4 separate regions of the Mus musculus genome follow, and regions 1, 2 and 3 are each linked to region 4. Evidence: chromatin contacts called from public Hi-C, HiChIP or PLAC-seq and promoter capture Hi-C data. All regions are on one chromosome and are shown on one strand. Each heading gives the region's core, a stretch centred on a gene start, on an enhancer-like site or on the middle of the called end of the contact. The rest is flanking DNA. Distances are from core to core; before and after follow the strand shown. Region 1 holds the start of Rasa1 (RAS p21 protein activator 1). Region 2 has its middle 24 kb from the start of Ccnh. Region 3 holds the start of Ccnh (cyclin H). Region 4 holds the start of Gm41011 (a long non-coding RNA gene).

What was found. Promoter capture Hi-C pulls out the DNA fragments that hold promoters and counts their contacts. A called contact is a pair of places that touch in the nucleus more often than the background predicts. HiChIP or PLAC-seq counts read pairs in DNA pulled down with a chosen protein or histone mark.
Region 1: a Hi-C map of cerebellum shows a contact between it and region 4, with 4 times the contacts expected there. The contact joins the promoter of Rasa1 here to the enhancer-like site in region 4. A contact is called at or near these places in 1 of 484 Hi-C or Micro-C datasets (cerebellum) and 2 of 115 datasets of contacts at active chromatin or transcription factors (astrocytes and embryonic hindbrain).
Region 2: a contact with region 4 is called in an H3K27ac HiChIP or PLAC-seq map of VIP interneurons, with 4 times the contacts expected there. The contact joins two enhancer-like sites. A contact is called at or near these places in 11 of 484 Hi-C or Micro-C datasets (cerebellar granule neurons, cerebellum, cerebral cortex and 5 more) and 8 of 115 datasets of contacts at active chromatin or transcription factors (VIP interneurons, astrocytes, embryonic basal ganglia and 5 more).
Region 3: a promoter capture Hi-C map of hippocampal neurons shows a contact between it and region 4, with 3 times the contacts expected there. The contact joins the promoter of Ccnh here to the enhancer-like site in region 4. A contact is called at or near these places in 1 of 39 promoter capture datasets (hippocampal neurons) and 6 of 115 datasets of contacts at active chromatin or transcription factors (astrocytes, embryonic forebrain, embryonic hindbrain and 3 more).

What each region holds. Positions count from the first base shown.
Region 1 is chr13:85,286,666-85,294,017 of GRCm38.p6, forward strand. Rasa1 (RAS p21 protein activator 1) reads right to left here and starts at 2,821. Exons shown (of 25, transcript NM_145452.3): 1 at 1,731-2,821. The coding sequence starts at 2,242.
Region 2 is chr13:85,162,066-85,169,243 of GRCm38.p6, forward strand. No RefSeq gene overlaps it. Among named protein-coding and RNA genes, the nearest start is that of Ccnh, 24 kb to the right of the region's middle. Within about 2 kb of position 2,851, at least 13 of the 459 cell types and tissues checked have an H3K27ac peak or open chromatin away from gene starts, as enhancers often do. A contact at or near this core is called in VIP interneurons, where this site is marked.
Region 3 is chr13:85,187,760-85,194,250 of GRCm38.p6, forward strand. Ccnh (cyclin H) reads left to right here and starts at 1,626. Exons shown (of 9, transcript NM_023243.6): 1 at 1,626-1,893; 2 at 2,995-3,117. The coding sequence starts at 1,777.
Region 4 is chr13:84,343,474-84,350,781 of GRCm38.p6, forward strand. It overlaps Gm41011 (a long non-coding RNA gene), which reads left to right and starts at 420. Exons shown (of 2, transcript XR_873707.3): 1 at 420-5,426; 2 at 7,161-7,308. Within about 2 kb of position 4,763, at least 244 of the 459 cell types and tissues checked have an H3K27ac peak or open chromatin away from gene starts, as enhancers often do. A contact at or near this core is called in VIP interneurons, astrocytes, cerebellum and 4 more, where this site is marked.

The DNA.
Region 1 (7,352 bases), core at 1,571-4,070, 940 kb after region 4:
CAATATCCTGGGACTAGAAAGATGGCTCAGCAGTTAAGAGTGCTTGCTGTTCCTATAGAAAAGCAGTGTTTGGTTCCCATCACCCACAGAACTGCTCACAACCACCAGTTACTCCAGGTCTAGGGAACCCGATGCCCTCTTCTGGCCTCTGTCACTAGACGCTGGCACAGCACAAATACATACATGCAGGCAAACACTCATACCCATAAAATAAAATTATTAAAACTTCAAATGGCTTTTTAAAAAACAGACTCTAAATATGCCTAACTCAATTACAAAAATGGCACAATACTTTATTCTTTCAGCATTAAATACTGTATTTTATTATAATAAAAACATAATTGTTTTCAAAAGTATGTACAGTGTGCTGCAATTTTTTAAGCCTTTCAGAACATTTCTGACAGACTGAAATACACAGATACAAATTAGAGAAAAATATTGAATGAAAAGTTATTCTTTGTATCAAATAACATTAAAAGAAACAGGACATCCTTTCACCATACCTGGTTGTATCAAAATAAACCTAAGTTGAAATTTACAAATGCATCAAAAACAAAGCCTTGTGACCAATGCATTTTCAAATTACATTATGATACAATACAATACCCATACTAATCAAAAGTGTACTCGCATTACAAAATGCCTCCCTGGTTATTTTAAAGTCATTTCTTAAGCCTCTTAAAGAAGCTAACCCTCCCAAAGAAAACTTCTAAAGTGTTTAGAAAGTGTCAATATATGAAACGAATCTTTTTTCCCTAATATTCACCAATGCTATTGAAATTCTAAGGGTCAATTATGATTGATATGAAAGATCTATAAAACATTTCTGACCTATTATTACTACTTTCCATCTCAACACTTTCCCTTCATCAAGATCAACCTACAGTTATAAATACATACCCATTTCACTTATGAAAAGAACACTTTTAAGGAGAGAACTCTAACTTTAGAGGGAGAGCCATTTGCCCTGATCATGTCACAATCAACTACCAAATTAATTTCCACTAACAAAATGCTAAAAGGAAAAATATTTAATATATTTAGTGTCATGGATATAATAAATATATAAAACATATTTGCATATTGCATATATTTATATGTAAATAAATAAATCTAATAATTCTAAGGAACAAGTTAGTGTTCAGTCTGGGGGCTCTTAATCACGTCTGTAATTCACAGAACTTTTTTTTTTCTCTCCACTTCTCTAAAGAGATCTAGTGTTTTTATGAATCGCAACGCTTCCAGCAGACATTAAGTAGGAGTTTGCAGCTGCAGTAAAAACAAAACATTCTGACCTATGAATTTGCAACTTACATTAATATAGTCATTTAAATACTTGTACTCAACGCCTCTGACTTCAGCAGGGAGCACTGGAGTTACAATAGACAGCGGTTGCCTTTATAGTGCCAAGTTCTGCTGAATCCCGGACACTATCTCAATTAGGAAGGGGCAGAACCATATCCGGTTCCCACTGAATACAGTTTCCCATGCTTCCCATCTTAAAAACTTTTACGTCTTCCCAAAAGAGCAATAAACATACGAAGACGCCAGGAAGAGTGCCTGTAGGGGAAAATGACTGATCAAATTAAATCCCTATATATGGAACCTGAAACTTCAAAACTTGTCAAACAAATCACAGCGGCAGGAGCACGGTATGTGTCGTTGCCCCTTCTTTCCCACTTCTTACACGGAGCCAGCTTCCACAATCCCTCAACAGCAGTTTGACTTACTGGTTAGTGGGAGGTGCGGTCAGCGGTATGGCCACCTCTTCCTCTTCGTATTCTGGTCCATCCAGGGAGTCACCTTCATCCACGGTCCCCAAACCGGAGCCCAAAGGGGGCAGCTGAGGAGGCGGCGGCAGAGGAGGGAATCCGCCGCCCGGCCCGAGCGTCTCAGCAGGCAAAGACAGAGTCCCCTTGGTGAAAGCGACGTCTCCCGCAGGTCCGGCGGCCGCAGCACCAGCCACGCCAGCAGCAGCACTGCCGGTCAGCGCGGCGCCCCCCAAGACACCGGCCACCGGCCCGGTCCCCAGGAACCCGGACCCCGACGCGGCTCCGCCACCGAGGGCCGCAACCAAGTCGGCGTCCGCCAGCCCGGGACACGGGGCGGCTGCCACCGGCAGGGCCGCGGGTAACTTGACCCGGCACGCTGCCGAGTAGGCGCTGGAGCCCGTGGCCGCGCCGCCGCCGGGGCCCGCCGTCGCAGGGCCGCCTTCCTCACTGCCCGCCTCGGCCGCCATCATGTTGAAGCCCGCTCTCCTCTAGCTACCCTGCCGCCCGGGAGCCCCGGGGGCCAGCAGGCCCGGGCTGCGAGCCGCCCCACCCAGGCGCGTCCCCCTTCAGCTCTCCAGGCAGAGGAAACAACAACAAAAGGAGAGCGCCCGCCGCCGCGCCCCCTCCCCGGGCCACAGCCCCAAGCTCCGCGGCTGCTGGCTGGCTTACGGGAAGCGACGCGGGCAAAAAACCCAGCGCCTGCAGAAACGCTAGGCAAACCTCGCCGCGCACACCCACACTCACGCGCACACATGCACAGGGGCGCCAAACTTCCTGGCTACGCTAAAGAGGAAGGGAAGCCCGCTGCAGCGGCTGAGGCAGCGCCGCCTCGGCCGCCGCCGCCGCCGCGCCTCAACGCCCGGGTTCCGGCCGCCCCCACCGCAGCCACCAGTGGGGCTGCCTATGCCAGAGCCACCGTAGCCTCATCTCCGCCGGCTGGAGTCGGGAGCAGTGGGCGGGGCCGAGGAAGGGGGCGGGCCCGCAGAGCCCGACTCCGCTGCGGGCTACCTGCGGCTCTCCGGAGCGAAACCCGGGAGAGAAAGAAGGGCGGGGCCGGGAAGAAGGGAGGGGCGGAGCGGGGGCTTCTGCGCAGGCGCCTTCCGGGAGCGCGTCCGGACAGAGGAGAAGGAAAAGCAGCCTGGGCAGGAAGCGGCGGGCGCGCGCGGAGGCGTGGCACAGCTTCCCACTGAAGGGTGCGGGACGTGTGGTGCGGCCGTCCCTCCACGCCACCGGGCTCGGTGCAGGCCTACCTCTCACGGCTTTGTTTACAGGGAGAGAAGGAAGATAGCTCATCTCCAGGCCCGAGGGACTGGAGGGACGAGGGGGCGATGAGAAGGAAAGGATGACGCCAGGAAGTCCATTCACTGCTTTGTAACTTGTAGAAAAATGGCCTTAGCTGCCCGTACAGTCGGCAACAAAAATCAAAACAGTATTCATAGTTTATTCCTTTCCGTCGCATGCTATAAATCACCGTATAACTTAGGTGAAATAATTTAAGCCTAGATCCTTGGACCTGAGAAAACAACGGTTGAAAGAAGCCATGGAGAGTATGAAGGTAGAAGTCAATGCTACCATTATATACATAAGTTCTCTTCACCGAATGTCTCCCTCACATGTTTGGCTGTCAGAGAAGGAATGTAGTATTTAGAGGAAAAGTGCCACCGAAGTCATAAACCAATATATTTTGTCCTAGTTTGTATGCAAAAATCTGCAACACATACCAAAGACACACTACATGTCTAAACTTTGACAGATCAATGTCACCCTTTATGAACCCTAGGAAAAAGTTTTATTTCCCGTACTTGTGTGTATATATAAATTCATAAACACATACTCAACTGTTAGAATTATCTTTTCATGTTCCCTGGGGATAGGTTCCAGGGGCCTGTTGAGTTACAAAATTATTATCTTAAATAATTTGGGCACATTTTCCCATTTACACAGTAAATCATCTCTAGCTTATCCACAACTCTTAATATAATCTAAATATCATTTATTTTGTTATTATTAGAATAATGACAAAAATTTATGCAGGTGGAATTTTTTCCAGATATTTTTGTATGTGGCACCCTTGAATCTATAGTTTGCTAATATGAAAGCAGATAGTATATAAGCAGCCATTCATATAGAGAGATCATGCTGGTTGCTTGAAATTTATCCGTGTTAGAAATTTGCCCTTTAGGGTTCATGTACTGTACTAGCTTTTCTGTTCTCCCTGGAAAGTGTCACATTGAATGCAACTGATTATTGATAATACTTTCTCTATTAAGTTTGACCAAGCTAACTTGCTGAGAATAGCAAGAGGCTGAGATAGAATACCAGGGAAAGAGGGAAGGAGTACCATTAAGGGAAATGACAAAGTACAGACAGGACATTTCCATATTCCTGTATACCCAATCTATAACAATCAAACTGATTTCAACAGTAGTAGTGCTTGCCTCTTGTGCAAAGTGTCAGCTGAGAAAGTGAAAGTAAATTGTATAAGGGAGCTAGAAGTCAGCGTTAAACTGACCAATTAGGTGTAAAAGAAATTTTTATCTGAGAATTTCTGAATCAGAAAATGCACCATTTGTGTTTAAATGAGTCCTTCCAGTGATTTTTGACACACTTAATTTGAGTACTACTGTGCTATAACATAGTATACTAATTAAGGAGGCAATATACAGAAACTTGAAAAGCTGTAAAAAGAACAGGTATCATTCATTCGGTGGATGGGTAAAATGTGGGTATTGGTTTGCTAAGGTCTGTATTCTAAACCAGCTAGCAAAGGAGAACAAAATGAAGCAGATTCATAATCGCTAAAATCAAAACGAAATGCTGCTTCTTACAGCAGCCTCCTTAGAGCAGATTTTCTTTTAAATGTACTCTAAAGTCCCAACTACTGTTTAGTTCATGAGCCACAAGTGCAACACCCCAACTTCATATCAACCATCCGAGTTAGAATTCAGGTCTTTGAAATGACTGTTTGGTTATCTATCACCACCTCTATTTATCAATCTTCTCAATTTTTTCTATGCCCTGTTCCTGAAAATTCAGGTCAGGCTCCCAATTCCAATCACAAACTTGCCTTCTCCTTTTCCCAAAATTAGGTAGCACTCAAATATCCACATTTAATACAGCCTGATACCTCTTAGACACATATTGTCTCCCAGTTACTTTTAAATATGTATAATTAGAAATCTTCACTGCAGAAACAACTCATCGTCCATCTTTTTTTTTCTAGCTCAGTTCTGCTTGCTGCCTTTAACATAGCACCTTTCTTTAAAAGCATAAACATTATATTATATCATTGCACATCTTTGGAAATTAATTTCTTATCAGCAGGAAGGAAATAATAAGTCTATTTGAAAAGTCTGTATATGTGTTGCATGCATGGCCCTGTGTGTGTGTGTGTGTGTGTGTGTGTGTGTGTGTGTGTGTGTGTAGGTGATATAATATAATTTCTTATTTGAAGTTCCAGGAAAATCTGTCCTTTTTTCTTTTACTACTGCTTACACACTTTTAAAGGAATTTATTTGCATGAGTGTTTTACCCACATGTATGTCTGTGTATCATGTGTATGCATTCTCTGCTGAGTCCAGAAGAATACATTGTGCATTTTCCATGGAGGCCAGAAGTGAACTTCAGACACTGGAATTGAAGATGGTTGTTAGCTGCCATGTGGGTGCTGGGAATTTAACCTAGGTCCTCTAGAAGAGCAACCATTGCCCTCACCTGTTAAACCATCTCTTTAGCCCACACACTTTCTTGATCTCTGTTATCTTTTATGGTTTGTGTCCTTTTAGTATACCCAAAACTAATGTTCCTAATTCATTTAGTTTTCTCTTTGGCCTCTTTTCTTTTTCTACTTCTCTTACTTTTTTTTCCTGCTAATTTCTATTTCATGTTGTGCTTCTGTGTCATCTTCTTATAACCTCCTAAATTCCCTGATGCAAATAAACTTCTTGAAGCTTCATGAGTAAAAACTGAAGGACAATTTTTATTTAGGAAATGGAAATATTAGTCTCCCACTGGCAGCCTTCAGATGAAAAACTCTCAGCTCTGTCTGCACCATGCCTGCCTGGATGCTGCCACACTCCCACCTTAATGATAATGGACTGAAACTCTGAACCTGTAAGCCAGCCCCAATTAAATGTTGTCCTTTATAAGACTTGCCTTGGGCCAGACCAGTGGCATGGGTTCTTTCCGGTCTGTCTGGGCCTGTGCCCTGAGCAGACCTTGGGCACAAACTGTGCAGCCAGTCCCACAACACCTAGAGGAAGCTCCAATCCCAGGCGCTCTAATATGCCCAGGATCCCAGGAGCTTGGTCACACTAGAATCTCAGGGTCCCAGAGGCAGCTTGACTCCTAGGAGCTTGGACACACCCAGGATCTCAGGATCTCAGGATCACAGGATCACAGAAAGAGCTTGACTTTGAAGAGTTCTAACACAACCAGGATCACAGGAAGGACAGGCTCCAGTCAGATGTAGCCAGGACAGGTACCACTAGAGATAATCAGATGGTGGGAGGCAACATAAGAACATAAGCAAAAGAAACAAAGTTTACTTGGCATCATCAGAACCCAATTTTCCCACCACAGCAAGTCCTGGATACACCATCACACTGGAAAAGCAAGATTCAGACCTAAAATCACTTCTCATGATGATGATAGAGGACTTTAAAAAGGGCATAAATAACTCCCTTATAGAAATACAGGAGAACACAGGTAAATAGCTAGAAGCCTTTAAAGAGGAAGCACAAAAATCCCTTAAAGAATTACAAGAAAACACAATCAAACCGGTGAAGGAAATGAACAAAACCATCCAGAATCTAAAAATAGAAATAGAAACAATAAAGAAATCACAAAAGGAGACAACCCTGGAGTTAGAAAACCTAGGAAAGAGATCAGGAGTTATAGATGCAAGCAGCACCAACAGAACACAAGAGATAGAAGAAAAAATCTCCGGTGCAGAAGATACCATAGAAAACATTGACACAACAATCAAAGAGAATGCAAAAAGCAAAAAGCTCCTAAAATCATCCAGGAAATCCAGAACACAATGAGAAAACCAAACCTAAGGATAATAGATATAGAAGAGAATGAAGATTCCCAACTTAAAGGGCGAGTAAATATCTTCAACAAAATTATAGAAGAAAACTTCCCTAATTTAAAGAAAGAGAGGCCCATGAACATACAAGAAGCCTACAGAACTCCAAATAGACTGGACCAGAAAAGAAATTCCTCCCGACACATAATAGTCAAAACACCAAATGCATTAAACAAAGAATTTTAAAAGCAGTCAGGGAAAATGGTCAAGTAACATATAAAGGCAGACCTATTTGAATTATACCAGACTTCTCACCAGAGACTATGAAAGCTAGAAGATCCTGGGCAAATGTCATACAGGCCCTAAAGAACACAGATGTCAGCCTATGCTATTCTACCCAGCAAAACTTTCAATTACCATAGACGGGAAAAAACAAGATATTCCATGACAAAACCAAATTTACAGAATATCTTGCCATAAAACCAGCCCTACAAAGGATAATAGATGGAAAACACCAACACAAGGAGCAAAAATACACCCTAGAAAAAGCA
Region 2 (7,178 bases), core at 1,601-4,100, 820 kb after region 4:
ATGTTTTTGGGGTGATTTTTTTATTTGTTTGTTTGTTTTTTGTTTGTTTGTTTTTATGAGACAGGTTTCTCTGTGTAGCCCTGGCTGTCCTGGCACTCACTTTGTAGACCAGGCTGGTCTCCAACTCAGAAATCCTCCTGCCTCTGCCTCCCAAGTGCTGGGATTAAAGGTGTGCGCCACCACCACCCGGCGCCCCTACGTTTTATAAGCATGACTCTGAAGCTTCAATATATATATATATATATATGCTTGCTCTATATAAACAAAATATATTCTGTACACATCCCAATGTCCAAGGACCTTCAACCATAAAACATTCATATCACCAAGTATGAATTTTCTAATATAGTAATTAAAAGCAATAAAATTCCCAGCACCTAGGAGCTCTAGACTGGAATATCAGGAGTTCAAAGTCTTTGTCAGTTACACAGTAAGTTTAAAACCAGCTTAAGCTTCATGAGTACCTATCCCAATAAAAATAAAATGAATAAGTAAATAAAATTTACTAGTATCTATTGTCTTTACTAAAGAATAGTGTTAAGACTACTCAACATCACAAAAACACAAGTTAATTTTTTGAGCAGCATGTTTGAATTTACGTTAGAAAAGCAAAACCTCTTGGTTATTATTGTGTATAAATGCTGTCCATATTCCAAATATGGATTTCAGCTTGTCTTAGTGTTCTATTGCTGTAAAGAGATACGATGATCACGGTAACTTAAAGAAGAAAGCATTTAGTTGAGGACTTGTTTACAGCTTTAGAATGTGAGTCCATGACTATCATGGGATAGGAGCACAGTAGCAGGCAGGCTGGCATGGTTTTGGAGCAGTAATGGAGAGGTTACATTTCATCTGTAACTTATAGACAGAGAGCCAAAGACTGGGCCTGGCATGGGCTTCTGAAACCTCAAAGTCTTACACACCAGTGTGTGGACACACTTTCTCCAAGAAAGTCACACATCCTAATCCTTCCCAAAGTGTTCTACGCACTAGGAACCAAACATTCATATATGTAAGCCTCTAGGGACTATTCTCACTCAAACCACCACAAGGCTGGAAGGCTTTTCCCTTATGTAACAGCTGTTGTTGTCAGCTTGACACACTCCTATGGGGGATTTTTTCCTGGTTGTATTATTTGAGGTCAGAAGCATCACTGTAAATCTGGGCCACACCTTCTGGTTCACTTGAAAGGACATGGAAAACTTCTTGCCTGCTTCTCCTCACTCTCAATGACAAGTTCATCTATTCTGTTCCCAAGTCATTCTTTCACTGCTGTTAGAACCTACTTCTTTGAAATTCCAATGTTGACTGAAAAGTGCCCACAATCTAGGACCTCCATGAGACTCCAGTACCAAATTGGGATAGCTGAAACATTTAATCTTGTGGACTGAACAACTACTGTATTCTTGATCTGTCAGCCAGGAGACAGCCATTGTTGGGACTACCTGGACTACAGCCTGTAAGATTCCACTTATTCTATAAGTTATGTTTCTTTAGAGAGCCCTGAGTAACATATCTTGTTTCCCTGAAATAAGATGACTTTTCTGGACCTCATTATTATTCTGGACCTTAGCACTTTTACCTACATGATCTGGTTATTCAAGAAAAAAAAATTAATTACTGCCTTTTAATCACTGCATTGGCAGGAAGGTATATTAGTATTTTATATCAGTTTTTTCTTCAATCTACTAGTTTGTCTCTGATTTACAGGACATTTAAATCTATTTACATGGTTGAGTTTGAAGCTCAGTGATAGAGCACTTTTGTTTGATACCCAGCCCTCAGTATATGTGTGTTGGTGGGGAGGGGAAATCAGCCTTAATGATAAAGGTTGATAGCATGACAGCATTTCTAGAACGAGAACTATTATCAGAGCAAACATTCCGAATGACTGTCCAGGGTCTTACAAATTCAGAAAGAATGCCTGGAGCATAATTCACATGCAAGCAACGCTTTTGTTGCTTCAAACATTGGTACTAGAGTTTAAATTTAGAGTGAGAAAAGAGATAAAGGAGGAGCAGCGGTTCCTGAGGAGGTTTCAAATGTTACCTCGAAGTTGAGTCAGTTGGCAGAACATAGAATCCCTAAAATCTATGCAAGGTTTGCTGGTTGATGAGATGCTACATGCTGTACTCCACTCCATGGAAAGGTAAGCAAACATTTAAGATGTGTTTGTCATAAATAGATATTCCTGCATTAAATATAAGAGAGCTGATTTATATTTTTAATTTTGCCATTCAATAAATATTAATAATTATCTACTCTATTCATTGTTGGGCATATCAGCACAAGCTTAGACGTGTAGACAAGTCTGAAGTTTAGAAATCTGGAAGCAATTCTATAGGCTGAGTTTGCACAGATTGAAGTAGGTGAGAGTGGTGATGACAGTCGGAAGGAAATGGTCAGATGTTATAGAAGGTCTGCTCATCATGTGAAAGAGGTTGATTTTATCTTTGAGTCAGTGAGGGAGCCAGTGAATGCTTTTACCAAAAATACAATGCAACTAGATTTTTTTTTTTTGGAACATTTACAATAGTAAAGTATGCAGCATCAATTTCATTATAGAACTACCTGTGGAGCCTTAAAATCCATCACTGCCCATGTATCACCGTGGAAAGATCCTGTTCACTTAGGCTAAGGAGTAGACAGAGTTTAAAAGCTGTCCAGGTAAGCACTTGGCTTTAGTGCAAAACCCAGGTCTGAGAACTACTACTATTGAAAGCAGACTGGGTCAGAACAACATTTCAGTGTGCTAAAGTGAGAGATTTCGGAGAGCAGAACACATAGTAGCCGAGAAATCTACATGTAGGACTTTGATTGGCTCGGTTTACAATTAGTTGTTTCACAATGATGAGAATAATAAATCTGGAACCTCCAGGATCTAAGCCACATGGCTCCACCATGTGGATAAACTGTGATATATCAAGGTGGTTGCTTGCTTTTTTTTTTTTCTTTCTGATCCTGCTACTTTTAATAATTGAATGCTAATAGAAACAAACTAAAAACCCAAAACTATTATGTTGATTAAAGGACAAATGTGTTGACTCTTAGAATATTTAGAGCTCAAATACTGCAAGACCTGAATGTGTGTGTGTGTGTGTGTGTGTGTGTGTGTGTGTGTATACTTTCTCTATTACATTTCTTTGGGCACATTTATGAAAAGAGTATTTACTTGCATTTATTTCATCTAAATGTGTTAGATAGTGAAGTGGAGTTGCATATAATTTTTGGTAGAGATACAGAGTTGCTATGAGGATTTTTGAAATGCCAAACACTTAAAACTGCTTTTTATGTCTCCAGGATGCCTTTCAAGTAGCCTATAATCACATTACATTTATTCTCAAGATATACTGAAATAGTTCAGGTAGAAATTTCTGTTGATTAGAAGAAAAGCAAAATAAATTGGCTAATTTTTACTGTCAAAATTCTTCTTCATCTTGCTTAACTACTTAAAATTTCTCTTAAAAGGCTTGAGTGTATGATTCTTAGTGACAAAATAAACCATTTTCATAGTCTGTAAACTTTCATACATGATTGCCTATTACAGTTTATTGATATCTCCTCAAGAAAATTCTGAAAATGAGATTAAGAAGAGAAATTAATATCATATTCTTAATTCTTTGGTCACCCAGCAATTTGCATAGTAAGCAGTTTCTCCATTCATAATTGAAGTGTAGTGTTTGCTTTCTAAAGGCTTGCAGAAAGCTTAAATATCAACCCTACAGTCTGACTTAATATATGAATGCAAAGATTTTTATTTTATTTTGTAATAGTTTTGTGCTGGAAGATGTATGATCCTTATCATCACTAGAACAATTTAGAGAGACATAGAAGTAATTGGGATTTAAGCTCAATGGACCTAAAGAAACTCAAATAAGTATAAGTTTGAAAGACGATGTGGTCAGGAGCTATGACAAGAGAGAAAAATCTAGAAAGAGAATGTAGTCTACAACCTAATAGCATGACTTCCCTGGGGAGCAAGATGGGAATAAACCTGGGGCCTGACCTCCTAGATCAAAGTCAGCATTTTAACAAGATCCCCCAGGTGACTTGTATACATACTAAACTCTCAAAACCAGTCTCCTGGGACAGCATTGAATTAACTGTACTCTATAATGGGTCAGAGAGTAAATATTTTAGGCCTTGCAGGTCAAGTGCTCTGTATCCACAGCTGTAGCCTGGAAGCAGTGCTGGATGACAGCAAGCAAATGAGTGTGGAAACTGGTGGAGGAGCACTTAAATGATAACTCCTCTCCCTGTCCAACTAACTCTTTCATGTTCAAAAACAATTGTTGTCATGACTGCTTCTCATGATTCCTGGCACTTCAGGTGCTCAATGGAACTGTTTCCTGGGCTGGAGGTTACAGAAAGAAGATTGGGTTATAGGATTTCTCAGCATCCATAACTATGTTCATCAATTTTTTATATAAACACATGCTCAATCACAACAATGGACCAGTGTGAAGTGGTAATAGAGAAAAATAAAGTATATGTGTTGGATACCGTGAGCCAGCCAATTACGAGAATTTGAGAGCTGGGTAACTCTGAACACAATCTAGAACACCTCTTGGAAGCTGTGTTGGTTGTTTTTTGTTAACTTTGTTTAACTTTGTTAAACTAGGGTCATCCAAGAAGAGGGAATGTCTACTGAGAAAATGTCTCTATCACATTGGCCTGTAGGCAAGTGTAAGGGGCAAATGTAAGGGTCCTCTGGATTTTGGAGAACCTAGTCTACTGTGGGAAGTTCTAATGGCTTACCTAAGCTCCTAGAAAGGTGGGCCTAGATGAAAGAAGGCTGAGCAAGTCATCAAAAAAAGCAAGCCAGCAAGCATCATTCCTCCACAATCTCTGTTTCTGTCCCTTTCTCCAGATACCTGCTTTGATTTCCTGTCCTGACTTTTCTTCATGATGTTTATATGTCATAAGATGAAACAAACCCTTTACTCCCTGTGTTGATTTTAGTCAGGGTATTTATCACAGCAATGGAAAGCAAATGAGGACAAAACAGAAACTATATAGTGAAAGTTTTGGTTGTTTCACTGACACTGAAGAAAAGTCATCAACAGAAAAAGATGACACATTGAGTACTTTCTCTCTCTCTCTCTTTCTTTCTCTCGCTCATTCATCTCTCATGTATAACATCCTGACTGCTGTTTTCCCTCCCTCCCCTACTTCTACAAGTAGCCAAAAGAGTCAGAGACAGCACCCACCCCTGCTGCTAGGATGCCCACAAGACCACCAAGCTATTCAGTCACAACACATATCAAAGGTCCTAAGTCAGACACCTACAGGATCTCTGATCTCTGTGAGCCCCTATGAGTCTCAGTCAGCTGATTTTGTGGGTCATGTTCTTATGGTGTCCTCTGGTTCCTAATAACTCTGGTACTGCACGTGTCTTGATGAAGACCTACAGTCTGAGATTATTGAAAATAAGATGCTGAATTACTTTTTGTGTCTGATTAAATTGTAACCGAAGCTCAACTTCCTGCCTCATGGGGCACTTATGTCAAACTGAAGGCACTGGTTAGGAAATAATATCATATAATATGGGATGAAGAGGAGTGAGAAGATCAGGAAAAAAACTGCTGAAATTGAGCCCCTAAAGTTTATTCTTTGCTAACGGAAGTTTCACTCCCTTTGCTCACAGTATCAACCTCAATATTATAGTGTAAAACTACCAGGTCTGCACTGTCTGAGCAGCTTTAATGACTGTCACTGTGGATTCGTTTCAAGACCCACTTCATTGCACTTATCTCTTCTTTGATTTTAGACTTGTAATTAGACTCAGGTCCTACAAGCCCTAAATGAAGTACAAAGTGTGACCCATGCAAAAAAAGAGCTGCAATACGGAAAAATTTCCTAGCTTTTCTACTTCATACAGGTATACATACAGAAATTATGGATGGGAGTGGATGGAAGAGTGTGCGATAATGGCAGAAGGAGGAAAAAAAATGGATAGTTCTAGATAGACTTTGCAGTGGGGGCTACAATTACCTGGGATATGGATTTGCTTTTCTTGCATTCAGTACTTTTACATGATACTTTATCCATTGTTTAAACTTTATTGTAACCAACTTCCCTGTACAATAATCATGGTAATGGGCTTCATACTCGATGTATGCGGTAGAACTTGCCATGTTTTTCACCATCCCAGAGCAGTAGTTTTGATAAAAAGCTTAGAGTAGTATTTTGAAGATTAATTAATAACATTAAATTTATAGCAATACTTTTTAGGGCTGAACCTCAGGCTCCAGAAGGTGTTACATGCTCTGGGCTTCCTTAACAATGGCTCATGGCTCAATGAATATAAGTAAAAATACGAACTGTGACAATCACAATTACTTTTTTTTTTCCTTTTTTTTCTTGGATCTTTTATTTATTTACATTTCAAATGTTATCCCCTTTCCCAGTTTTCCCTCCAGAAACCCCCTATCCCATCCTCCCTCCCCCTGCTTTTATGAGGTGCTCCCTGACCCACCCACCAACTCCTGCCTGCCCACCCTGGCATTCCCCTACACTGGGGTGTTGAGCTTTCACAGGACCAAGGGCCTCTCCTCCCACTGATGTCCAACAACACTATCCTCTACTACATAGGAGGCTGGAGCCATGTGTACATTTTGGTTGGCGATTTAGTTCCTGAGAGCTTGGGGGGGGGGGGTCTGGTTGGTTGATATTGTTGTTCTTCTTATGGGGTTGCAAAGTCCTTCAGCTCCTTCAGTCCTTTCTTTAACTCCTCCATGGGGAAACCATGCTCAGTCCAGTGGTTGGTTGGGAGTATCCGCCTCTGTATTTATCAGGCTCTGGCAGAGCCTCTCAGGACAAACCTATATCAGGTTCCTGTCAGCAAGCACTTGGCATCTGCAATAGTGTCTGGGTTTGGTGTCTGTATATGGAATGGATTCCCATGGGGGACAGTCTCTGGGTGGCCTTTCCTTCAGTTTCTGCTCCACACTTTGTCTCCTTATTTCCTCCCGTGAGTATTTTGTTCCCTCTTCTAAAAATGACTGAAGCATCCACACTTTGGTCTTTCTTCTTCAGCTTCATGTGGTCTGTGAATTGTATCTCTGGTATTTCAAGCTTTTGGGCTAATATCCACTTATCAGTAAGTTCATACCATGTATGTTCTTTTGTGACTGGGTTACCTCACTCAGGATGATATTTTCTAGTTCCATTCACTT
Region 3 (6,491 bases), core at 376-2,875, 840 kb after region 4:
GTGTATATTAGCCCAAAAGTTTAGAATAACCAAGATTCATTTCACAGACCATAGGAAGCCTAAGAAGAAGGAAGACCAAAATGTGGATGCTTCAGTGCTTCTTAGAAGGGTGAACAAATTACTCACAGAAGGAAATATGTAGACAAAGTGTGGAGAAAGACTGAAGGGAATGCCATCGAGATAGAGACTGACTGACTTGGGGATACATCACATATACAGCCAGCAAACCCAGCCCCTATTGTGAGTGCTGGGAAGTGCTTGCTGATGAAAGCCTGATATGGCTGTCTCCTGAGATGCTCTTCCAGAGGCAGATGCTTGCAGCCAACCACTGGACTTAGCTCAGGGGTCCCCTGTGGAGGAGTTGGAGAAAGGACTGAAGGAGCTGATGGGGGGTTGCAGCCCCATGGAGGGAGCAAGTGTCAACAGGCCAGACCTCCTGGAGCTCCTGGGGACTGGACCACCAACTAAAGAGTACACATTGATTGACCCACGGTGCTGGCCTCATATGTGGCAGAGGACGGTCTTGCAGGTAACTTTAGTGAAGTACATAAAACCTTTCTTTGAAGACCAAGAGGCAATAAATGCTCTGTAAAGCCAGATCTTTGATTACAACTCTTGGATTACAAGTTATATTGGTGCTCAAAAAACTTAGTCTGTCTACAAATAGTACATAGCACAGTTTAAGAACTGCTGTACAAAGACATTTGTGTTTATTTTTTTAAAAAGCACTGAAAAATTTCCAGTTAATAATTTATGTCTTGGTGGTGTCCAATGAAACAGTAGTATCTTTGTCATTGAGCTGTTAATTTACTTGTTCCTTTTCTAGGAAGACTAGAATGCATTTTGTTTGAATAATCTCCAATTAGATGCAGCAAAATGTGGCCTAAAGATTATGTAAAGAGGGCATTGATGCATGGCTGTGTTTCCAGAATTTGAGAGGCTTAGGCAGGAGGATCATAAATTTGAAACCACCATGAACTAAATATGGATTTCTAGTATATAATGAGACAATAAGGAGCTGAGAAAGGCAGGAAAAATGAGAGGAAACTCTACTGCACAAATTATGGCAGTGGGGGGATTGCTTTGTGCTCTCCCTGTTGGTATCAGGACCTCTGAAACTCGTGACATCATGTAGGCGAGACCCACAGACCTGTTGCCAAGACAATAGCCACCATATTCCCAGAATCCATTGTGCTCACCTCCCACTTTTACCTATAACCACGTCACCATCCATATATATACATACATACATATATATGTGTGTGTGTGTGTGTATGTGTGGTTAAGAGCACTGACTGTGTCATCCATATGAACTGGGTTCAATTCCCAGCACCCACAGGGCAGTTCATAACTGTCTGAAACTCCCATTCCAAGGGATCTGAAGCTGTCACACAGATATACATTCAGGCAAAACACCAATGGGCATAAAATAAAAATAAAAAATAAAGAAATGAAGGCTTATGGTTCTTTGTGCCCAGGCGTCCTCTGGAACCTGGATCCCTGCGGCCACGCCCACTTTCTGACCCTCCTGGGTCACGCCCTTCAGACTCCTCCCCAAAGCCTGGGAGCCCCGAGGCTCCGCCCTCCCTCGTTGCGGAACACCTCCCACCGGCTCCGGAAACTCCAGAGCAGACGCTGGCACGTGACCGGGACGTCACGCACGCGTCCGCGGTCTGGGCGGGGGCGGGGGTTCGCGCGTTGGCCGTCGCTCGTGGTCGCTGTCTCTCGGAGTGTCGCTGTTTTTGTCGCGGCCCTGCGGCCCGTGAGGGCTACAGCATGTATCACAGCAGCAGCCAGAAACGGCACTGGACCTTCGCTAGCGAGGAGCAGCTGGCGCGCCTGCGGGCGGACGCCAACCGCAAATTCAAGTGCAAAGCTGTGGCTAACGGGAAGGTGAGGTCCCCGCGAGCCAGCCCCTGTGCCCACCCTAAACCTGGGACCTCTCCTGAAGTCCCGCTTTGCCTGCAGGCTGGAAGCCTGTAGAGCGCTCGCCTGGCTGTGTCAGTGCAGACAGGGACTGACGCGACAGCCAAGTCCGGGGCTGGCGGTGGCAGAGGTCTGAGTGACATCCTGGGGACTGGCAAGAGCCTTGGAAGAGTGCGGACTTAGTGCGGGACTCGAACTGGTCACTTGTCCTGCAGGATGTCACGACAAATCATTCTCTGTAGATGGCAGGAGGGAGGGCACACACATAGGCTGGTGTCTAGTGGAAAGTCAGACTGGCAGGCAAGTGCCTGGAGTGCTGGTGGTCACTCATGGATGAAGCTGTACCTCTGCAGCAGTGGTTGAAGAACGTGCACAAGCAACTTTGTAAGCGGAAGTGTAAGGCGGTTGAAATTCTTGCCAAAACTGAAAGGAACTTTTCAAAGACTTGAAATGGGGGGATGATGGCTTGTTGGATCTGCTTTCCAGAAACAACCTTCACACAGAAGGTTGTACAAGGAAAGAAAATAGTTGACACAAGTAATGCGTGTTCTATGGGCCTCTATCCAGGTCTTCCTACAACTCTCCCATTCATTTCTGTGTACGGCCCTGGATAACTTTATAGTAGCTTCTACAAATTTCAGGCAAATAAAATTTGTACCAACAAAACAGGTAGACAATGAACTGAGTTATTTTAATTTTGGTGACATATGGATTTACTGCAAAAGCTACTTTGGGAGAGTTCCAACCCATGAAAATATGTATTTTTTTTTTAATTTACAAATAATGGTATCAAACCTGGGAGTGAATTGACACATACTCTGTCATGACTGTTTAAAAATGTCCAGCTGACAGTTTGAGAACTTGTAAAATGAAAGCCTAGATTCAGTTTATTGATTTTTGCTTATTCTTCTCCTAGATATTTTGCTTGATGCTTAGTAAACTTAACAAAGAGAGAAAGCTTCAGGTCTATTTTTTGTTGGTGGTATAAGTCCAATTTAAGCAGGACAGATAAGACGGTCTTACAATGAATTCACTGACCTTACATTGAAATGTCTGCTCTGTCTAAAGGTTCTTCCAAATGATCCAGTGTTTCTGGAGCCTCATGAAGAATTGACACTTTGCAAGTACTATGAAAAAAGATTATTGGAATTCTGTTCAGTGTTTAAACCAGCTATGCCACGGTCTGTTGTGGTAAGTGATGGGAGAGAAGAATATGCTTGTTAGCTGGCTTGAGAGAATTGAACTAGACTTTTCCCTTCTTTTTCCTCCATAATTTTTTTTTCACATTATATCCCAATAGCACACCACCTCTTCTCATTCCTGCCGTTTGCAAATTCTTCTGACCAATACTCCCTTCCCTTCTCAGAGAAGGGGAAGCCCCTCCTCCTTTGGGTACCACCCTGCCTTGTGACATCTAGCCCCAGAAGGACTAAGCATCTCTACCACTGAGGCCCAACAAGTCATTCTGGTTGGGAAAGGGGATCCAATGGCAAGCAACAGAGTCAGAGACAGCCCCTGTTCCAGATGTTAGGGGACCCATATGAAGACCAAGCTGCACATGTGGTACAAATGTGGAGGGTTGGGGAGCTAGATCCAGCCCTCTTTGGTGGTTCAGTCTCTGTGAGCCCCATGGGCCCAGATTAGTTGGCTCCGTAGACCCTCCTATGGAGTCCTTTACAACTCTGGCCTGCTCAATTCCACCACTCTTCCATAAAACTCCCCAAGCTCTTCTTGATGTCTGGCTCTGGGTCTCTGCAGCTGTTTCCATCTGTTGCTAGATGAGGCCTCTCAGGAGACAGTTATGCTAGGTTCCTATCTGCAAGAACAGCAGAGTATCAGTAATAGTGTCGGGTTGGCTCTTTCCCATGGAATGGGTCTCAAATTGAGCCAGTCATTGGTTGGCCTTTCACTTGAGGTTGCTTCCAGTTTCTGGCTATTATGAATAAAGCTGCTGTGAACACAGTTGAGCAAGTGTCCCTGTGGTATAGTGGTGCATCCTTTGGGTATATGCCGGGAAGTGGTATTGCTGGGTCTTAAGGTAGAACTAATCCTGATTTTCTGAAAATCTGCCAAACTGATATCCAAAGTGTTTGTACAAGTTTGCACTCTCACCAGCAAAGGAGGAGTGTTCCCTTTGCTCCACATCATCACCAGTATGTGGCTGGTGACTGTCACTTCAGTTTTGTTTGTTTGTTTGTTTGGTTTTGTTTTTTGGCGAGACAGGGTTTCTCTGTATAGCTGTGGCCGTCTTAGAACTCACTTTGTAGACCAGGCTGACCTCGAACTCAGAAATCGGCCTGCCTCTGCCTCCCAAGTGTTGGGATTAAAGGTGTGCACCACCACTGCCCGGCTCAGTTTTTGATCTTAGTCATTCTAATGGGTGTAAGAAGGAATCTCAGAATCTTTTTGATTTGCATTTCCCTGATGACTAAAGATGTTGAACATTTCTTTCAGTGCTTCTCCGCTATTTGAGATTTCTTTGTTGGGAATTCTCTGTTTAGCTCTATACCCCATTTTTAATTGGTTTAGTTGATTTTTTTCATGTCTAATTTTTGAGTTCTTTATATGTTTTGGATATTAGTCCTCTGTCGGACAATCCTGTACAATAAAAGAATTTCTGGAGGTATGACCCTCCCTGATTTCAAGCTATACTACAGAGCAATAGTAATAAAAACTGCATGGTATTAGAATAAAAACAGACAGGTTGATCAATGGAATAGAATCAAAGACCCAGAAATAAACCCACATACCTATGAACACTTGATATTTGACAAAAAAGCCAAAACCATGCAATGGGGGAAAAAAGCATCTTCCAACAAATGGTGCTGGTCTAAGTGGCTGTCTGCAAATAGACTCATATATATTACCCTGCACTAAACTCATGTGCAGATGGGGTAAAGAAAGTAGGGAACTGCTTGCACTCATTGGCACAGGAGACAAATTCCTGAGTTCCTTAGCTTAGGCATTATGATCAAAGGTTAATAAATGGGACTTCATGAAATAGGAAAGCTTTTGCATGGCTAAGGACACCATCAGTAGGAAAAAATGGAAGCCTACAGAAAGGAAAAAGATCTTTTATTCTTTACAAGTAGCAAAATGGTATTTACGTTAGAGTTATCTTTGAGGTTAAAGTAGTTCCTAACTGCAGACTAAATAGGACCCAAACTATTTGGCAGACTATAATAGAAAAAAAAAAATCTAGTAGTTTATTTCTTCTCACAGTGTGGCTCAATACAGGCCATCTCATCAGAAAATGGCTCTCTTGCCATGACTAGAATCCTAGACTCCTCCCCTCTGGTGACTCTTGGAGTGCCTAGCCTGGTAATCCTCTGCTTCTGGCTGGACTGGGCTGAAACTGAGGGGAAGGCGTAGTTGCTCCATGAATCTTGGGCTGAAAAGTGAGTCATTGCACTAACTTTGTTAGCCATACCAGACAAAAGCAAGACTGAAATGTGGCCTCTCTCCAGATGCTTAGTTCTCTGGATCAAGGTGTGAATCTTAATGTACGTTAGCCACCATAACATGCTTACATGAAAGTTGTATATGAATCAGTCACATTTTTTTAAATACTGGTATTTTCATACTTGTATCAGTATAATGAATGTGAGAAAAATTAATTTTGTAAAAATTTTAAAGGCCTAATTCATAGTTGCTATATTTTAAGAGGAAGGGCATCTCCTGGGTCACTTTATAGTGTGCTGTACAGGTTGTGACATTCCTTTCTTTTTCTGTTTGTTTGTTTTAGAGCTTTATTGTGGAAAGGCAGAGAGAGAGAGAGAAGGTAGAGAAGGAGAGGCTGCCCATGGCCATGAGGAGAAGGGAGGGGATAGAGGTAGCAAGAGGGCTGGAAAAGCAAGAGAAGCAGGAGAGGCGAGAGCTTAAGCGACATCCGCATTTTTCTTCCCATATTCTTTACAGTGGAATTGAGATTAGAATATAAACTAGTGACTTTTCAACTCTGCTAAACTCAGTTCTGGTTTGAAATGCTCATTGATTTATGTTCCAGCTGCTACTCTTGCCCTAAGAGGTTTTAAAACTTTGATTAGAGGATAATAGAGGTGACATTGTTATTGATTTCTTGGTAGCTTTGTTTATTTTGTTTTCTTGTGTCTGTCCTCTAAGAGTCATGTTGGCCTTGAGTTTATTATATTCCAGAGGATGAACTTGAACTCCTGGTCCTATTGCTTAAACCTCACTGGGATTGTAGGCACTACACATCTGGTTCTACTTAGTACCCAGGATCAAATGCAGAGCTGCATCCATGCCTGGCAGGCGCACTACCTACTGAGTATATCCCAGGCTTAAATGTCTCAGGATTAGTTTATGTGGTTCTTAGTGTTGTGTTTTCTACTGGGATGGGAATAGGTAACTTGTGGTACAAGCTAAACAATGAAGAAAAAAGATGGTGTTAAGGGTGTCCAAAACACTTTTTACCTTATTATTACTCTCATGGCTTGTTGGTTGTAAAGGCCAAGTATGAAAGGCTGTTGTACTGGCTGGTTTTGTGGGTCAACTTGAGTTATCACAGAGAAAAGAGCCTCGAGGAAATGCTTCCATGAGATCCA
Region 4 (7,308 bases), core at 3,513-6,012:
GTTACTGTCCCCACTTCTACACTCCTCCCCGCCTCCTTAGAAGGGGATAAGTGTGGGTTTGACTTTAAATTTTGTCTGTGTGACTGGCTTCTGGAAGGGAGTTATTGTAGAATTTCTGTTCCGGGAGGTGTCTGCCCTGCTTGAGGGGACTTCTCGCCTGCCTGTCTGGGTGTGCTCTGACTCTCTGGACAACTTCTTTCCAGGGCCCTCAAGGCTCAACTTCTGGGAGATTAACTTTGAGTGTTATTCACTTCCTGTAACCTGGATCCTGAGACCAAAAAGATTAAAGGACCCTGGCTCTTTCCCTCACCCAGTGACCACCCCACACTCGCTCCAGCTGGGCCTTCTCTGAACCCCTTCAGAGAAGAGTAAAGTCCTTCAGAGAAGGACTAAAGTTCTGCCAACTTTACTCTAGTCCTATTCTGGACCAGCTAGCTCTCTTATGAGAGCTCGGCTGGAAAAATAAAAATCGCCTGGGTGCTTGGTAGGCAGGCATGGTTCGAAGAAGAGTGTGCCTAAATCCTCCATTGGGTCCCAGTTCCTTCCATTCTCACTCTCACCCCATAATAGCACATTCAGACTATGAGACCTCAGAAAAAAATGAGTGCCAAGTGACATCTCCAAGTCGCATGTTCTCTTGTCCTCTGGAGGCTATCATTTCTTTTATATCTTTTAGTTTTGCCTTCTCCCTTCTGTGTGGACACGTGCACCTTCGTGTTTTCCCCTTTCTTTCAATACATCTTCACCTTTTTTGCCAGTCCAAGCCTCAGAAGGTGCTGATTTCTTTCTCAACTTTCTGCCAACACGTAGAGCACACCTCCCCAGTCCGCCTTCCCCAAGCAGCTAGGGAACCCGTGGCTCTGAACTCTAGTCCTGAAAGGGGGTCCCTAGGTCTCCCCACACCTCTCCGCGGTTTTCCTGCCAGGGCAGATAGGGTCAGAAAACCAAGGTCCGGGGACATAGTGACAGAGAGAAGCCAGGGAAAAACTGTTCCAAGCCCTTCCCAGATCTTTTAGGTATTTTAGAAACCTCAGACCCTTTTCTTCTGATCTTTACACTTCCCTTCTCTTATGAATACCTAAGAACCAGGCAGGCAAAGAGAGAGGGACCCCAGGGAAAAAGGAACAAGAGACTCCCAGATTATGTATTTATTTTATGTAAAGAAACGTTACATATGTAATTTTAGATTTTCTTCCAAATTAGAGTTCTGAGGCTTTAGAAAACCTATTTTTAACACCTTCTTCTCTCCTACGGTCTTGATTGCCTAAATTGCTTCTAATTGGGTGGCACACATTACTGAAAACGAAGGACGCATGACAAGCAGCCTTCATTCTTACGCAGATTTAGATAATGTGTTCAAATGAATATCTTTTCTGATAAGAAACTAGAACAACAGTAACCGTAGCAGTTTTCTTCTGGGCTTGAGCAGTAGGTGGACAATCATACAGTCCTGCGAACCCACACATTTTAGAGGGTGTGCCTACGGTATGCAGTACTAGTGTGCTTCCACCTCTAATGTAGCACACAAAGGGAACATACTTGTGTTCTGGTTGGTTTTCAAACAGCTTTTCATCCTCTTCAGCAAGCATAAATGTTTTTATTTTTGTTGTTGGGTTTTTTTTTTCTTTTTAGTTTCTTTTTATTTGTAAGCCACTTAAAAATATGTATGTTATCCTTTTGCTCAAGGCTTTGGCGGGGCCCTGAGAGCTGTTGATGCGGGCGTGCTAGCTCCCGACAGCAGCGAGCAAAGTTCATTGCCATACTGAGGGGAGCTTAGCTTTTCACTAAGTTAGTCCAGCTGCTGGGGTGTTCTGGGGGCGAGAGTTTCTTGGACCACTGACAGGTGTGATCCTAACTTGAGTTTGGCTGAGGGCAAGTGTCAGGGCTGAGGGCTGTTTGTCTGTAAGATGCTTATGCGGGCTAGGAGCTGGATTACCTTGCAGGCTGAGGGATCCCCGAAGTTCTTTGAAACTGGTATGTACCTACCATTGAACAAAGGGCAAATGAAAACTCATCTTACTGTCTGGCCAAACTGCACCTTCATTGTTTCATCTTCTCTGAAATAAGGCTGGCAGCGGATTATAAATAAAGTTATTCTTTTTCTTTTCTTTTTTCTTTTTCTTTTCTCTCTTTTTTTTTTTTTTAGGCCAGAGGAAATTCGCTGAGAGTCAATCTCCTTTCGGCACTGTTATTTTATTTTACTTTTCCCGACATTCTTTGAGACTCCCTCTCCCTCAAAGGCATGGAGAAGCACTTTCAGGCTACTTTAAATGGTGTCACGGGAGAAAGTCCTAGGTGAGGCAAGAGCACTTTGGGGGAATGGATCTGTGGATTGATCCATCGATGGGAACCCTCTCCTGGGCTGCCGCCTGCGGAGCTGGGCTGGGCAGCGGCCTGGGAGGTGAGGGGTCAGTTCCACAGTCTGTTGTGCGCACGCTCTACCCACGCTGTACCCACACTGTACCCATCAACATAAGGAAACCTCGATGTTTGCGAAAGCTTATGTTCCTGCATAAAGGCCCACCACCAGATACCTTCGCAGTTTGCTCTGCCCCTTAGAATGCGTTATTTGACCCGTAAAAGAAGATTTAGGCTGAGATTCTCTGTGGTGGTGGTCCCAGACGGTCCCAGCATCAGACGTGCGCCTCGCTCCTGTTCACCCCACACTAACGAAAATTTCAGGCTGTCTTTGGAAGATCTCTTCCTGTGCACTCGTCCCTCTACTCGTCCCTTGACAGGAAAGAGGTGGCCCAAAGAAGCGTTTATCCCGAATGAAGAGTGTGGGGATCGAGAGGGTCGGGAATCAGGAGATTTGTAGAGTGTCAGTAAGCTCCCTCGGATGTAGGCAAAGCTTTCCCTAGGAGTTGTTAAAAAGCTGCGCTGAGGGGGCGGGGTGCGGACAACCTCAACGCTTCTACTTAAGAAATGTAACTGAGGGTTCAAACTCGGTCTTTGGGACTGCAAAAAACAAACAAACAAAAAGGCTCCCACAGTTGTTAGGACAGGAAATCGTTAGTAAAACAGTGTCAGGTGGAGACTGTGACAGTCACTCCAAGAACTCCAGAAAGGGGCTTTCTATGCCTTTCCTTTTTAGAAAGAGAAAGAGAAAAAAGAAAGGACTGGAGAGAAGACAGACAGGGGGGAGAGGGAGAGCGCAGAGGAGAAAGGAAGAAGAGGGGGTATTTAGCAAGTTAAGAGGTTAAATATTTGAACAGATTCGTAAATATATAGACAGCCCTTGCAATTTGGGATGTGTAATAATGCCTTTTGTGGTGCTGTCTGGCTGGGAGGGTAAGCAGAGGACCCTCCTGCCACCTTTTTCACTGGGAAACCAACTGGAAAGCTCCTGGGTTCACAAAACAAAATCAGTTCCCCTCTTTTGGAGGAAGAGAAAAATGCTGTCTCTACTAGCATTCATACTATTATTTAAAAATAATAATAATAAAAAAACAAGAGAAAGCAAATGAACATCTAATTTCTTAGGGATTTTTTTTTTTTTTTCAGTTTAGAAAGCTATCTTCAGGCTGAAGTCATTTCGAAGTATTGTTTGAGCGAATATGCTACAGCACTCAATTATCTAAGATGCATCAATTATTTTTTTGACCACTTTTGTAACAAGAATGTATTGATCTGGGTCTTAGAAACCCTTGGCACTCTGACATGTTTCATAGTTGCCGAATAGGGTGGGTTTCTTCTTCCGACAATTGTACTGAGCGCTGCTGATGGAATCTGTCCTCTGCCTGTGCCCATGGGCAGAGGACACAGGCTGTGGGTGTGTCCCGCCCACAGATGCTCGCGCGCGCGTGTGTCTGTGTATGCATTGTACACACGTATTCTCCACTGTGTGCCCCAACTGGAGCCATTTTCCTCCTTTCAGTGCCCTGCGTGTATTAGTAATATGCAAGTAGAATCATTTTGCTTGAGTATATTTTGGAGGGGGAGGGGATAAACCATTTAATTCTGCTCTAGTATTTCCTCTGCAAAATTTTCACTGCGTGTGAATTCGCGTGAATGCCTTTTCTGAGGTGTGTGTTATGTGTGTGTGCTTGTGTGTTGGGGAAGATCATTGGCTCATCAGCGGGTGTGTGCCTCTGCGTGTGGGAAGCATGCAGACTCTGAGGACCTTGGGAGCAGCCCACGTTCTCTCCGGGTGCCCTGTCTGTATCTGCCCTTGTGTTTTGTGTTCTTGATGTGATTATGTGCGTTATTTACATATGTGCTTCTATTCTTTTGCCTTCGTGTAGTGCCTTTCTCTACAGTCCACACATTTCACATATATTCTTTTATCTTTTGGCAAAGTGCCTTTTTTGTTCCTCGAAGAATATTTATTGATGTGATAATCTGAAATGAAAAGTGGTCTCCCATGAAGGAGATGGAAGAGAAAGGAGCGTTCATCTTTCTTAATAGACGGGGCAGTGCCAGTTGACTGGATCACAGGGTTTCTCTGCACTTTCTGCGTGAGTCTGCGCGTGGGGGTGGGGGCGGGGACGGCTGAAGGAGGACGGAAAAAGACCTTTTAAGCAGAACAAAGATAGGACATCGCGCCTCCTTGCGTCCTGATTGCATACTGCATCTACCCGGCGGTCCCGACTTTAGAAATCAGAATTCAGAGATTTTCTCCTTAAACCATTCAGAGGCCGCCTCTCAGACCCAGCCCTCGGACCTCAGCCAATCACCGGACGCCATGCAAATCACCTCTTTCGCCCTCCAAACCGAGGTCCAGTTTAAAGGCAGTTTCTGCCGCCCCGCCCATCTTAGTCCTTCCCTTCCCCCTTCCTCCTCCGCCTCCCACACAGCAGCTGCTTGGGAAGAGGGCAGTGCTGGGTGCTTCATGCATATGCAGACAGATCTATCCTCCCCCTCCACCCCATCCTCTCTCCCTCTCCTCCCGCCCATCTTTGCCTCGCTCCCCAGCCCCCACCCTGCCGCCCACTAGTATCTCCAAGTCTCCTCGACGTATAGTTCCCAGCTCTGGTACATGCAGCTGCTACCCACAAGTATGCCCAGGCGCTCCATAGGAGCCAGAGAGGGAGAGGGAGGAAACCTCTGCTTTTGAAATCCGCTCGAAGGTCAAGTTTGTGGTTTACGGAGCGGGAGCCCGAGACACTGAAAATGCTGTTGAGTCTGCAAGAAGACGGTGCATGCAGGAAGATGGTTTTGCCTTGGTTTTCTTCCACTAAACAGCAGATTAATTTCTCTGAAACACACAAAGTACCGGTCATGTTTAAAGGCAGGGTGATGATAGATGGTTCCGCGTGCGCACAGTTACAGAGCATATTTGTCTTGCACATCAAGGTTCCTTAAGCCACAAAGCACTGGAGAGGAGATCAAAGGGTGTTATATCTTCTTAGGAGCAGGAAGGTTGGGAAGTGCGGCTAGCAGTACGACCAGTGGCGCTGGACCTGCTTGAGGTGGGAAGTTAAATGGTAGGTACGGAAACATGACCTGGGACCTACGGAAAGGAAAAATAATTCTGTGAGAAGGCGAATTTGCTAGTATTATGCATACGCAGACTGTGACCAAGGCTCTTCCAAGCCGCCCTAAACATTTTCAAGTTTTGAATAACGCACTGAACTGACCTGGATTCCTTTAAAAGTTGGGGAAAATACCGTCGCGAAAACCGCGCTTTTAGAGTGCTTGGAGATCCTCTTAGGAGGAACCGGAACTGTGGCGTGACCTTGTTTTATAGATCTACTTCTGCCCTGAAATACCTTCAGGACTTTCTAGAGGAAATTGCAGCAGGTTCCCCTTAAATCTTACTCGGTGGACAAGTGAGGGCTTAGCAAATTTAAACACGCACTTTGCTAAGATTATTTACCGAACACTTTTTTTTTTTTTTTTTTTTTTGAATCGAGGGCGTTTTGTGTGCCGAGAACAGAGCAATATCTTCCAGGCAAAGCGCTTCACGTGGCTGGCAGTTCCCAGGTGCCACGGAAATTAGGAAAAGAAACAGCAAGCAGCTCAGAACGGTTTCTGCCCTTGAGCTGCTCCTGCTCTAGCTGGAGGGAAATATGTAGGTGGTGCTTCCCAGCCCAACAGGAAACAGTTCAGAGAGCTCTTAGACTGCAGTGAACCGGCGGCGAGTTGGTACATTCCTATAGTGAAACAGGGCAGCAATTAAGAGTGAATGGACGATCTTGAAGGCAGTGTTGGATGAAAAAGCAAATCACAAGAGAATGTGATATTAATGCAATGTTAATGTCTATTAACATAACACTGTAACAGACTACAAAAACACAGAAGTTGCATGATAGGAGGCATAAAATCGTGTCAGGGAATGGGTGTGGAAACTGGAGGAAGGAGAGGACATGTTTTAGTCATAAAGATTCGAGCTCTGAGTAATGCTTATTCCTTTTAAAGAGCTAGAATATGAGGAAACATACTCATGGGAAGGCTTTATGGAAAAGCTGGCGCTGATGCTAAATTTAAAATCTTGAATATGATAAGCAGAAGGAATCAGAATACTCAGAAGACAATTTTCCTGAATGGGGGAAAGAAAAGTGTAGCCCATGAGAAGCTTTTATAGTCTTGAATTAAAATTTCAATCTACATACAGTGAAAGCCGCTCTTTAAGGGTGCTGAATTCTGTAAGCTTTATGGATTCACAGTCCTGGAAGCAGGAAACAACAGCTCCCCAATTCCTTTACTGTCTTTATGGTTGCTTCTTCTCTTACCCTTGAGACTGAGAGACCTTTGACCTTGACTCCATCACCACACTTCACCTTTTCCCCCCGAATGTCATAGAAATGGAGTCCTGTAGCATTGCTTTTTTTCATCAGGTGCCTTTCCTATAGCATTACCCACTGAGATATCTCACCAATTTCAGCACCCCAGAGGATACATACTTTCTTAATTTTAGGGATTGTCTCCCCCCTCCCCATGTGTAATGTAGATTTCTTGTAAATAATTACAATGCTATATGTGATAAATGTGTTCAGATATTTCTGCCCAGATGCTCCGTTGATAAACTGGTATTAAATACAGTATAATGGTGAAACGTATAAGAAATCACACAGGTTCCCGGGCTTTTGCACGGAGTTGAGCAGAAAGATTAACCAGTAATAATGGTTGGAGATCAGAATCGTTCCCTTGTCTGGGACTATGCCTTATTGCCAAATGTTTCCCAAACCTTTATTGAAGATTGACCTTTGTCCTCACAGGTTCAGATTGAGCTCTAGTTACTGATGGCTCCCACTGGTTCCATGTATGGCAAATGCATCACCAACAAAAGCATCCTGAACACTTGGAAGGATTCACAGTAATGACGTAATGACGCCTATACCTGGTCTACCTTTAGGCTTTTGCTTC